2 separate regions of the Mus musculus genome follow, and region 1 is linked to region 2. Evidence: chromatin contacts called from public HiChIP or PLAC-seq data. All regions are on one chromosome and are shown on one strand. The core of a region is the stretch at or near the end of the contact, and the rest is flanking DNA. Distances in the headings are between cores, read along the strand shown. Region 1 has its middle 24 kb from the start of Gm35145. Region 2 holds the start of Wwp2 (WW domain containing E3 ubiquitin protein ligase 2).

What was found. HiChIP or PLAC-seq counts read pairs in DNA pulled down with a chosen protein or histone mark.
Region 1: an H3K4me3 HiChIP or PLAC-seq map of embryonic forebrain shows a contact between it and region 2, with 8 times the contacts expected there. The contact joins the enhancer-like site here to the promoter of Wwp2 in region 2. A contact is called at or near these places in 6 of 39 promoter capture datasets (cranial neural crest, embryonic stem cells, frontonasal cranial neural crest and 3 more), 5 of 115 datasets of contacts at active chromatin or transcription factors (craniofacial prominence, embryonic forebrain, embryonic limb bud and 2 more) and 1 of 9 other capture datasets (embryonic tail).

The regions. Positions count from the first base shown.
Region 1 is chr8:109,434,584-109,439,924 of GRCm38.p6, forward strand. It overlaps a transcript of Pmfbp1 not described here. Among named protein-coding and RNA genes, the nearest start is that of Gm35145, 24 kb to the right of the region's middle. Within about 2 kb of position 2,623, at least 33 of the 459 cell types and tissues checked have an H3K27ac peak or open chromatin away from gene starts, as enhancers often do. A contact at or near this core is called in embryonic forebrain, where this site is marked.
Region 2 is chr8:107,431,944-107,438,149 of GRCm38.p6, forward strand. It overlaps Wwp2 (WW domain containing E3 ubiquitin protein ligase 2), which reads left to right and starts at 4,427. Exons shown (of 24, transcript NM_025830.4): 1 at 4,427-4,498.

The DNA.
Region 1 (5,341 bases), core at 1,373-3,872, 2.0 Mb after region 2:
CGCAATTGATGGGCCAGCACACCTGTTATGAAGACCTCCATCCCATCTATTAACAATTAGATTAAACAAAAGCAACGATATGACACAACCCACTGGGCTGCCACTGAATCCCAGAGGTTACAAAACCAGTCTACCAGCTACCGCCCCCTGTCGGCTGCCTCTGGGGCAAGGCAGGAAGCAGTGGAGAATGTGACGCGGTGTGTCTCCTCCACCTTCACCTTTCTCCCTTCAGCATGGCGTTCTTCCTCCCTGCCTTCAAGGTGCCCTGAGAAAGCTCGATAAAGGCGCCGCGCATCCCCTGTCCTGCCCTCAAATCCCACTCACAGCCCGAGCTCAGATCCTTGACCCAGTGAGGCTGTGTGTTATGACAAGCCAGCCTGGCTCTCATTAATGCCCGGGATTATCCCCTCTTCCCTTTACTCAAAAGATCCAAATAATATTAAATACTACCCATAAGGTTGCAGCTGTCCCTAGAAATGGAATTCTAATTGAATTCCTACTGCTCCTTTAAGAGCCAACATAAATGTCACCTCTAAATAATAACTGCTGACATTTCCTCGGTGTTTGCTCTGAGCTGGGCACTTTGCTAAGGGCTTCTTGGGATTTTCTCAAGAGAAAGAATGAAAAGAAGGGAGGGGAGGAGGGATGGAGGAGGGATGTGGAGGAAGGAAGGGAGGGAGGACTCATTCTGCAGGGAGTACCAGTATTATCCCCATTTTACAGATGCGGAAACTAAGAGGTTGAATGGCTTGCCCAGTGCCTCATAGCTGATAACCAGTGATCTAACTCAGGAAGTGCTTTTACGGAATGGACATGCAGTAAGTGACTGGGGTGACAGAAGGTCTCTGTTGCCCTGGGGACGGGGTTCTAAGTGTGTCCTCTGCACCAGGACGTCATTTGCAGTGTCTCGCCCAGTACCCATCTTCCTAAACCCGAGGAAGCCACCACTCCATCTCTCCAGCCCGGCACCACACCTGGCAGTTTACAGTAAACATTTGTGGAAGGAAGAAAGAAAAGAATGAAAAAAAAAAAAAAAAAAACAAAAACAAAAAAGAAGCTGACTGGAAAAAACACAAAAACAAAAACCTGCCACAGATGGCTTCACCAGATTCAGAGTAAAGCACAAGGTTTGCAAACCCAACATAATCCCCCAAGCTCACACTTTACCTTGGGCATCAGTTTCTGTAACTTTTTTTTTAAGATTTATTTTCTTGTTTTATGTATATTAGAGCATTGTTGCTATCTCCAAGCACACCAGAGGAGTGCATCAGATCCCATTACAGACGGTTGTGAGCCACCATGTGGTTGCTGGGAATTGAACTCAGGACCTCTGGAAAAGCAGTCAGTGCTCTTAACCACTGGGCCATCGCTCCAGCCCTGGTTCCATAACTTATAAATTGACTCTCTGTTTTGGAGTTGTGAACTTTAACTAGAATGGCATACATGTGTGAAACCAGCAAGAGGCCTGCTAACTACTCCATCTCCTGAATAGCTCTTACTGTCAGCTCATCACAACCTGGCATTATCTGGGAAGAAGGAAGCTCAGTTACAGAAGTGGCCAAGTCTGTGCAGTGTCTCCTTAATTGCTAATTGATGTGGGAGGGCCCAGCCCACTGTGGGCGGTACCATCCCCTATGCAGTGGTCCTGGGCTATATAAGGAAGCTAACTGAGCCTGAGGGCCAATAATCCAAATTCCTTCATGGTTTGCACCCTGACTTCCCTCAATGGTGGATTGTGAACTGGGCGTGTAAACTGAATATGCCCTTTGCCTCCTCCAAGTTGCTTTTGACCCGGCCGTTTGTTGCAGCAACAGAAACAAAACTAGAAACCCCAGGTAACTGTTGGCTATTGACTATGGAATAAGAAACACAAAGAGAAGTTAGTGTATTTCTTTTCATACGGAGGAAGATGGATCCCATACTCAGACCCGGAACTGTTTGGAGTGATAAGAATGAATGTCTCAACATGAAAGTATGGCATACGTATGTAAGTGACATCAAGGACCCTCTATTTTATGTCTCTCCTGCCACGAGTATCTATTTAGACTTATAATATAAACATCTGTTCTTTTCTCTCACAGCTTCTCCCTCCCCCCCCCCCACGCCCTCCCTCCAACCCCCTTCATCCGCCAGTCCCTTTTCACGGACAAACTCCTCGGTATGAAATCTCTGCTTTCTTTGTTTTCCTGGTTTCCATTTTGTAATCTAAAATATTCACTCCAAGTTCCGCTTGACAGACGTCCCTAATCTAATCTCCACGTCTGCTTTCTAATTTTCACACTCAGGATAAAACAAATCGGTTGGAGTTAATTGCTGGAGCAGCGGGCCGGAGCTCTGAGCTGTGATTTATGAGCTGAATACGGGCGCTCTGCAACACATTTTTCTTAATTTATTTTTAATGAGTCTCTCAATTAATTTTCTTGGAAACATCTTAATGATGTTGGAGGCGGGTGTTAATGAGGTCTGCACAGCTCCTAATTTTGCATATTTTAAAGTGCCTAATGTCACCTCGCAACCCTTTCTTCCCATTTTAGGAAGGGATGAGGGGAGCGATTATTGTTGAATGGAGAGTCTTCCCTCTTCACATCTCTGTCTTTGCTTAACCTTTCAGACATTATGGGCTTAGGGCGTGTCTCGGCGGCAATCACGTGTTCCCTGCTCCCCTCCCCCCACTCTTGCTGTCTCCGGGCTCTGGAATCTGAGAAACTAAAGCTAGCAAAGGAGGGACAAGGCAGGGTTTCTGGGAAATGGAGAGTTCTGGAAGCAGCAGCTCTGAGTGAAACACTGAGAGGGTACTTGTACCTGGTACCCCGTCCTTTCTGCGAGCAGGGGATGTAAGGGAGGGGCGTGGGAAAACAGCTCACGGGATGTATGTGTTCAGAGCCTTGTGTCCCCAGAGGTCTCTGCAGGCCTCAGAGCATCTCATCCCGGCCAGGCTACCTTACTGTGACAAGCATGCCATTGTCCAGCCCTCCCTGATCCCTTTTCAAAGCTACAATAAGCCGGCACCAGGCTTCAGTCCGTCTTTGTTAGAGACTGTTTGCTGATTAATAGTCATTAAAGATTTCTATAGAAAATTTTCAAAATAATGGGTTAATAATACTGGCCAAAGGCAGTCTAAAAAGTATAGATAGGCCCTATTTAAATTGTGCTGCTTCTTTCTCTGTGTTTTCCTGTTTGTGGGCATTCTAGTTCGTTTTATATATTTGTGACGGTATTGAATATCAATTCTTTCTTAAAACAAACAGCAAATCCATTTTAAATATCATTTTCACGGCTGCTTAATATTCTCCTCGGTAGGTATATCAAAAGTTACGAAACCATTCCACCGTGCTAAGCATCTAAGCTAAGACTCACATATATCCTGTGATGAATCTCTGTACGGCGCTTTTTTTTTTTAAAGCAAGGGTTTTTGTTTTTGTTTTTATTTTTATTTTTTTGGTAAAGCAGTCTAAGAAATTGGTATTGCTTTAAAGAATACAATCCCTTTTAAGCCTTCTGATACATATTTCCGAATTATTTCCTAATCTAAAGGGCCGGGCCAGGTTATTTCCAATAGCAAAATATGAGGGTGCATTTCTCCCATCATGCAGTGGTCTACGTATTACAATATTAAAACTAAACGGCCAGGTTTAGAGTCACTTTTTTATTTTCTTCACTAGTTCAACTCTTTGGAGTGATGTCAGTGTGCCCTTCCTTGGGCTTTAATGAAAGAGGCTATATATCAACGGAAACCTGGATCCACGTGACCTGTCCGCGCAGCACGTGTTTCCTGCCCTCCTCCGTAGATGCTTTCTGCCCCTGTCACCTCATTGTTCATAACTCAGTACTCTGTACATTGTTCATCTGTACTCTGTCCCTCCCCTTGTGTGGAACACCAGTCTCAAACCTCCGTCCACAGTAGCTGAGCTGTCTGAATCTTCCCAGTGGCCTCTGGGGCTCAGTGTCACTATCCCCATCTGGATGAAGATCCCCATTCAAGCAGCAACCATGAGCTTCGGACATGGAAGTCTCCTGTGAGGCAGCGGATACATGCTCATTCAGTCAGTGAGCCAGTCCCAATGGTAGATTGAATATGCTTGGCCCATAGGAAGTGGTACTCTTAGGAGGCGTGGCCTTGTTGGTGGAAGTTTGTTACTGTAGGGGTGGGCTTTTGAGAACACGCCTCCTGTACTCGGTCTCCACCCCTTGCAGAAGAGACCTTCCTCCTAGCTGCCTGATCCATCATGCCAGTATTCTCCTGGCTGCCTTTGGATCAAGATGTAGAACTTTGTCTCCACCGGCCCTATGTCTGCCTGGACGCTGTCACACTTCCCACCATGATGATAATGGACTGAACCTCTGAAACTGTAAGGCAGCCCCAATTAAATGTGGTCCATTATAAGAGTTGCCTTGGTTATGGTATCTCTTCATAGCAATGGAAACCCTAGGCCACATGGGTATGCCTGTACACACGTCCATGACTACTTCCCCTTGTTATTCCTCCAGCCTTGCTTCTGAACACTTTTAACTGGACTTGTGTCTAAGCCTTTCAGTTTCCTATTACCTACAGCCATCCCCTACATTTCAGCCCTTTCGGTGTCAGACCACTGTCTTCTAACACAAGCAGGAGCTGTAGAGTAACTCTCTCCTCTTTCTATGTAGAACACAGCCACCATCCTCAGAGTGTCATGAAGAGTTTCATCCATTTGACACTGAGGAGTATTACCCAACTCTCAAATGTGTCATTTGCTTTCTTGAGGCCATTTCCAAAGCGCATGGTGTCCTTTAGTGTTCCCCCGGATCCTCCTCTGTGAAACGTAGTCAGGTCTGTGACTTCACCATGCCTGATGCAGGCCTTACACACACATAGATGCCTGACGAGTGTCTGAGAAATGGATGTGTGGAGGTAGCTGTACTCGTGGCTGCTGGACTTTCTGGAGTGTTTTGTACATTAAATTACGTGTTTATGTTTGAAATTGTAAAGACCCCTTTGTCCTGATGCTATATGTCCATATATAGAATTTCAAAGAAACTTTCAACCTAGCAGGTAACTGGTTTCTCAAAACTTGTTTGCTTTCCCTGTGTGCTCCATTAATTTATTGCTGGAATTTTTAATGTTTATATTTAATATATGTGTTATGTATATGTGTGTATGTATATATGTGTATATGTATGGATGTGTGTATGTATGTGCATGTGTATGTATGGATATGTGTGTATATATATATGTGTGTGTGAGAGAGAGAGAGAGAGAGAGAGAGAGAGTTTGTAAAAGTCAGAGGACAAACCAATGGTATCAGTCGGTTCTCACTTGCCACCATATTGAATTCCCAGGATCAAAGTTGTCTGTCTTGGGGGG
Region 2 (6,206 bases), core at 3,177-5,676:
ACCCTCTTGCCTGATAAAGAAGATGATTATCTGTGACTGTCACCGAGATGAAAGATGAAACCAGGAATATGAGAGCTGTACTTTAACTGAAAACGATTTGGGCTCAAGCCAGGCACCTCAGCCTAGAGAGCAAAACCGATTGATTCGACCCAGGCTCTCATGTGGGGAAAGGAAAGTCCACTCCCTTTCACGTTCATGGCCTGTCATGATGCTTTTACTGCGGGCGGGGCATGTCTACAGTATGATCTATAGCAAAGAGGGCTTCTCACTGCTGGGGAAAGAAAAAGACCTTGGAAAATCTTGGCCCTTCTAAAGCCTATCTGGCTTCCCCTATGAATTGCTGTCCTCCACTGCCAGCTGTTGACCTAGCCATCTGACAAATGGTCCTAAGACCAGCGGGGCCTGTTATGTCCATAAGAAAGAAGACATGGACAGCTCAAACCCACAGGCAGATGGAGGACACCAGAGGGAAGGATCATTCTCACAGAAACAACTGGCAGGACGCTGGTAACTGACCTTCACCAGGCCACTCATCTGGGGTAGCCTCACAAAACTTTCTGAATGGCTCAGACAGCCTGGCACAAGATGTCTCAGCTAGATGCCAGACTTGTGCTCTATAAACCCTAAACAGAGATCCCTTATTCAGAAAGGGGTCTGAATGAGAGACCAACACCCTGGCAAACTCTGGGAAAATTGACTTCCCTGTGATGGGCCTGCCAGGGGAGGATACAAGTCCTTGCTCGTTTTTATAGATACCTTTTCAGATGGATAGAAGCATCCCCCACCCAGACTGAAATTGCTCAAATAGCAGGTAAAAGCCCCTCCAGGAGCTGGTCCCTGGCTATAGCCTCCCCTAACTATGGCCTGGCTTTCATAGCCGAAAACCTTCTAATTAATAATCAGACATAGATAGAAAACTTCATTGTGCATATAGATATGGTCATGGTCCAACCCCCACTGTCTTCATGCCTGGTTCTGGGAACTGAAAAAGGCAGATACAGGAGAGGTGATAGCTAAAGTGGCTACAGACCAGCAAGCCTTATACCATCCATTTTGTTTACTTAGTGATGACCACTTTAAAAGTCTGGTTGTGGGCTGGAGAGATGGCTCAGTGGTTAAGAGCACTGACTGCTCTTCTGAAGGTCCTGAGTTCAAATCCCAGAAACCACATGGTGGCTTACAACCATCCGTAATGAGATCTAATGCCCTCTTCTGGTGTGTTTGAAGACAGCTACAGTGTACTTAGATATAATAATAAATAAATGTTAAAAAAAAAAAGTCTGGTTGTGCTGAGGAGAGGAAAGATGTGGGAATTTCTCTTTTGAGATAGGAATACAGAGTTTACAATTCTATACATGCCCTGTGGCCAGGCCCTCTAGTTGCCAGGAATAAGGGAGTTTCCATTGCAAAAAAAGAAAAAAAAGTTGTTGTTTTTTTTTTAAAGATTTATTTGTTTTATTTATATGATCATACTGTAGCTGTTTTCATGCACACCAGAAGAGGGCATCAGATCCCATTACAGATGGTTGTGAGCCACCATGTGGTTGCTGGGAATTGAACTCAGGACCTCTGGAAGAGCAGCCAGTGCTCTTAACCTAACCGCTGAGCCATCTCTCAAGCCTCCCACTGCAAAAATTAAGAGTTGTGGGACTGAGGCTTCCTGAAAAATCCCTTAAGAAAGATTCCGACCTTTGAAAAACAGGGAAGGCCTGGGGAATCTGACTCTATGCCACAGGAAGGGACCCTGGGATAGAGGCCATCATCCCCAGCCAGAAATCAGACTGTCAGCCCACTGACTGATGAAAGTGGGATGGGGAAAGCTCAGAGTAGTGTTAAAGGGCGTACAAGGGACAGGAACTTGTCTAATATCCTAAGCCTTTCATCAAGGCACTTGCCCTTATTCTGATGTCTGCTATTCTGCCTTGTGGGCTAACTCATCTGGACAACAGCAATATTATTGGGGCTCTGCGCCTACCTGGTGGCCATGTACTAACGGTTTGACTAAATGTGCCTTTTCTGATGTTTTCCAAGCTGAGTAGACAGGTTGATCAGGATCTAGAGGTATTAAAATTTTCCATGTCTGAATTAAAACAACAGTTGGATTCCCTTGAAGGAATGCTCATATAAAATTGGAGAGAATTGGACATACTTCTTAGGAGATAAAGGAAACTATCTATGTATGGCTTGGGGGAAGACCTGTCGTTTTTTTAATGGTAATTGATCAAGAGTAATTAGGAAAAAAGTCTTGTCATGTAGAGGAAAACTTCAAAAAGAAAAACAGATGAAGACATAAATCAAATAGTACCTGTCTCTATCTTCTTGGTCCCCTGGCTAACTAGTCTGTTATCAGCACTGGATGGATCTTTAATTCTCATTCTGATTGGCGGAATGATAGGGCCGTGCATCTTAAATTATGTGGCCGGTTACCTATCAGTGTATCTGTCCAGTAAAATTAATGGTCCTTAGGACCAACTACACTTCTTTCTTTCTTTCTTTCTTTTTTTGAAACAGAGCTTTTCTATGTAGCCCTGGCTGTCCTGGAACTTGCTCTGTAGACCAGTGGTGGCCTTCAATTCACATAAATTCCCTTGCTTCTGCCTCCTGAGTGCTAGGACTGAAGGTATACACCACTGTCTGGCCAATTACACCTCTTCAGAGTAGGGTGAGTCCATGACTTGACTCATTCACTACGAACTGACTCCATGATGGAAGTACCACTGTGGCCATAAAACTCAGCACACAGACAGCACCACCTGCCAACATGAAAACAGAGACGGGGGGGGGGGGGGGGGGGCAGGTGAGATGGCTCAGCGGGTAAGAGCACTGACTGTTCTTCCGAAGGTCCTGAGTTCAAATTCTAGCAACCACATGGTGGCTCACAACCACCCATAATGGAATCTGGCGCCCTCTTCTGGTGTGTCTGAAGACAGCTACAGTGTACTTATAATAATAAATAAATAAAATCTTAAAGAAAGAAAGAGAGAAAGAAAGAAAACAGAGACATAATCCACCAAAGTCCCCAGTTCTGGGAAAGTCTCTAGATGCATTCATCTCGCCTTTTGGCTTCTGTAGTTCTGTTGCTGTTTCTGCTAACTGGAGCATGTCGACCCAGGACGCGAATTTTGCGCTTAAAACCTCGCCCCGAGAAAGGCTTGATACTACACAGGGATCCTGAACACCCAGTGTAGTCACAGGGTGGCTAATAAAGACTTTCTCTTGGTAGATACCCCACAGCAAAGACACCGGACACACAGGTGGTACACAGATACACTTCAAGAGAAACATCTATGTAATAAAATACAAATGAAAATGTAATATTTCAGTTAACAAAAACCCAACAAAAATCCAGGTAATCAGAACAATTAACTCGGTGGTGGATGCCAGCCTAGGTTACATAAAATCTTGCCCCACCTGTCTCCTCTCTCACCCCTAACCCTCCACCCCAATGGTATAAACTGGTAATCCTAACTACTCAGAAGCTAAGGCAATGGAATTAAAAGTTCTTGGCCAGTTGGAGCATTTAAAATAAGACCCTGTTCCAAATAAAAACCAGAAAGGAAGCAAAATGGCTGGGAACATAGGTCAGTTGGGACGCCCTGGACTAGTCACGTTCAACTGTCAATCTTGCAAAACCCAGAAAGTTTCTGTTGTCCAGGCTACGGTGAGGTATGTCTACAATGCCAGGAATCAGGTGGCCAAGGACAGCGCTGGGTTCCAGGTCAGCCAGGGTTACTTACATAGATTCCCTGTTTGTTAATTCATAATGTTCAGTTTACTCCGTAGGGGAGGGGAGCGGGGGGGGGGGGATGGGAGTTGGTTCCCCATGGGGAAGACACGTAGGGACTCCGGAAGTTTTGAAAGGGTGTCAGGTTGTCGTGTGTCATGTCCCATGCTCCACTCCCGTCCCTCTTTCCAGTTTTGCTTCTTGGAACAACAGATGCCTTACAAAGGCCAGGGCATTTATACTTCTAGAACTGAGAACAAGGCCTTACAGAGTTGGCACAAGCTAACGACATTACATGGGATGCTCAAGTTTGATCAGTATACATCTGTGGTACCAAAACATCCTTTGCAAATTTGGGGACATGCTTAGAGTTACACGGTTTATCTGACACTCAAGTTTGGAGGGGGGGAGCGTACTGTTTTTTATCCAGCAACTCCTTCAAGACTTGACTTAACTGATCGGATGGTCTTCTCCCACCTGTACCATGGCGGGAAAACAACTGTACTTGCTTCCAAAGGCATACATAAAGACCCCGGGGCCCGGTGAGCCCTTATTTTATACGTTTGCTCGGGCACAGCCCGGGTGATCCTTGCAATCCCGGCCCTGAGCGGGTCAAACGCTCGCCGCCCGGGTCCTAGGTGGTCCGCACCTGCGCGCCCCGGCCAGCCTCTTCCGGGTCAGGTGACCGCGCACGCCCACGTGACCCGGCCCGAGTGCGGGCGCTGGAAGGCGGAAGTGGAGCGGAGTTAGGCGCCGCTGGTGTGGCCGCGGCAGGTAGGTGGCGCGGGGGCACTGGGGGGCTCGGCAGCGAGCGGGCGGCGCGGGGCAGCCAGGGGGCGGCGGGCGGCGCGAGGGGCCGGGGGCGGCGCGGGGCGGGCGCCGGGGGGCGGCGGCTTCCTGTGGGAGGGGCCTGGCGCGCGGTTCCGGCCTCCGAGGAGGGATGTCCCGGCTCGCGCCCGGGCGGGGTGGGCGCGGGGCCCGGCGGGAGTCGCCCGCTGGTGGCGCTTCCGGAAGGAGACCCCCAGCCCCGGGTGCCTGCGGTGCGGAGGAGCCGTGTCTGTCTGGGAAGGGGGCCCGACCTCAGCCGGGGAAGACTCATTTGCTCCCTGGAAGGGGCTGCCTGGGAGTGGGCGTCTGGCTTGTAGGGACAGGGAGAAAAAAATCTGGACGATGCGGCCTGGACCCCATTCCAAGAGTCTTTTTTCCTTCCGTCCTCTTTAAAAAGGATGGCGATCCGGGACTTTGATACCGGTTCTGTTCAGTTCTTTAAACTTCAGGAGGGATCCCTGAGTCTTGATCGTCTGACTCTGGTCACACCCACTTTGCCCTGTTTGGGTAGGGTTTCCACTTGTTGGGAACCTTGCCCATCAGATCGTCTTTCTTTGAGATGCTCCCGGATCGGGTCATCTTGGAGGCCACCAAAAAAAAAAAAAAAAAAAAAAAAAAAAAGACGTGTAGGTGCTTTGCTGTGATCATAACAAGACTTTTAACCTACACTGTTGTTGGCGACCTGGGCCGGCGTTACCTCAGCAACGCATTGACTGCTGAAGTCATGGACAGTTGAAAGTCTGCCCATACCGATTTGAGACCTCTCAAGCTTAAATTATGCAGCTTCCTTTACCATGTGACTGCTTATCTTGACCAGCTGTGACTAGGTGGGGTGACTGAGAAGTTTCTCTTGTGTTCCTTAGAACTGTGACCTAGATCGTAGTTTTTGAGGTTAAAAATACCCATCTTAAGATTCTTCATCCTCTAGGCCTAGGCCTGAAGATGGCTCCAAGTTCCAAGCCAGCCTAAATAAACAAACAGGCCACCCTCTTTTCCCTTCACTTTTGCTAAGGTTTGCAGAAGTGAAGCAAAGTTTATGAATGCAACGAAGGTCAGGGTTCAAATGGGACATTGACAGGAGCCAGAATCACAGGTCGCTAGGGGGGAAAAAGCACTTTGCATTAATATATTAGGAGTTGAAGACTTGGGGGGTATATTATAAGCATTTAAAAGTTAATTTTTGTAGCAGTCTCGAGAAGTCATTCACACTTTATAGATAACAAGCTAAGAGAATTGACTTAAAATAAAAGATGTATTTTTATTTGTGTGTATGTTCCTGTGTGTATGTGCCCACCAAGGACAGACAGAGCATTGGGTCCTTTGGAGCTAGAGATACAGGTGGTTGTGAGCCTCTGGATTTGCATGCTGGGAACTGACCTTTGGTCCCGTGGAAGAGCAGTGAGTGCTTTCGCCTGCATCTCTTTAGTCTCAGCCTGCCTGACATCCTCATTTTGTTTTTCTTCCTTGTTTACTGTCTTCCTGCTAGGACTGTAAATCATTCAAGGGCAGTGATCTTATTTTACCTGACTTCTTTGGCTACTAGCCCCAGGCCTGGTATGTTAGGAGTACTTGGTCAGTGTTTGAGAAGTAAATGAGTTTTTAAAGGTCACACTGCTCGGTGTATGTGGAGAACAAGGGGTTAGAGCATAAGTTT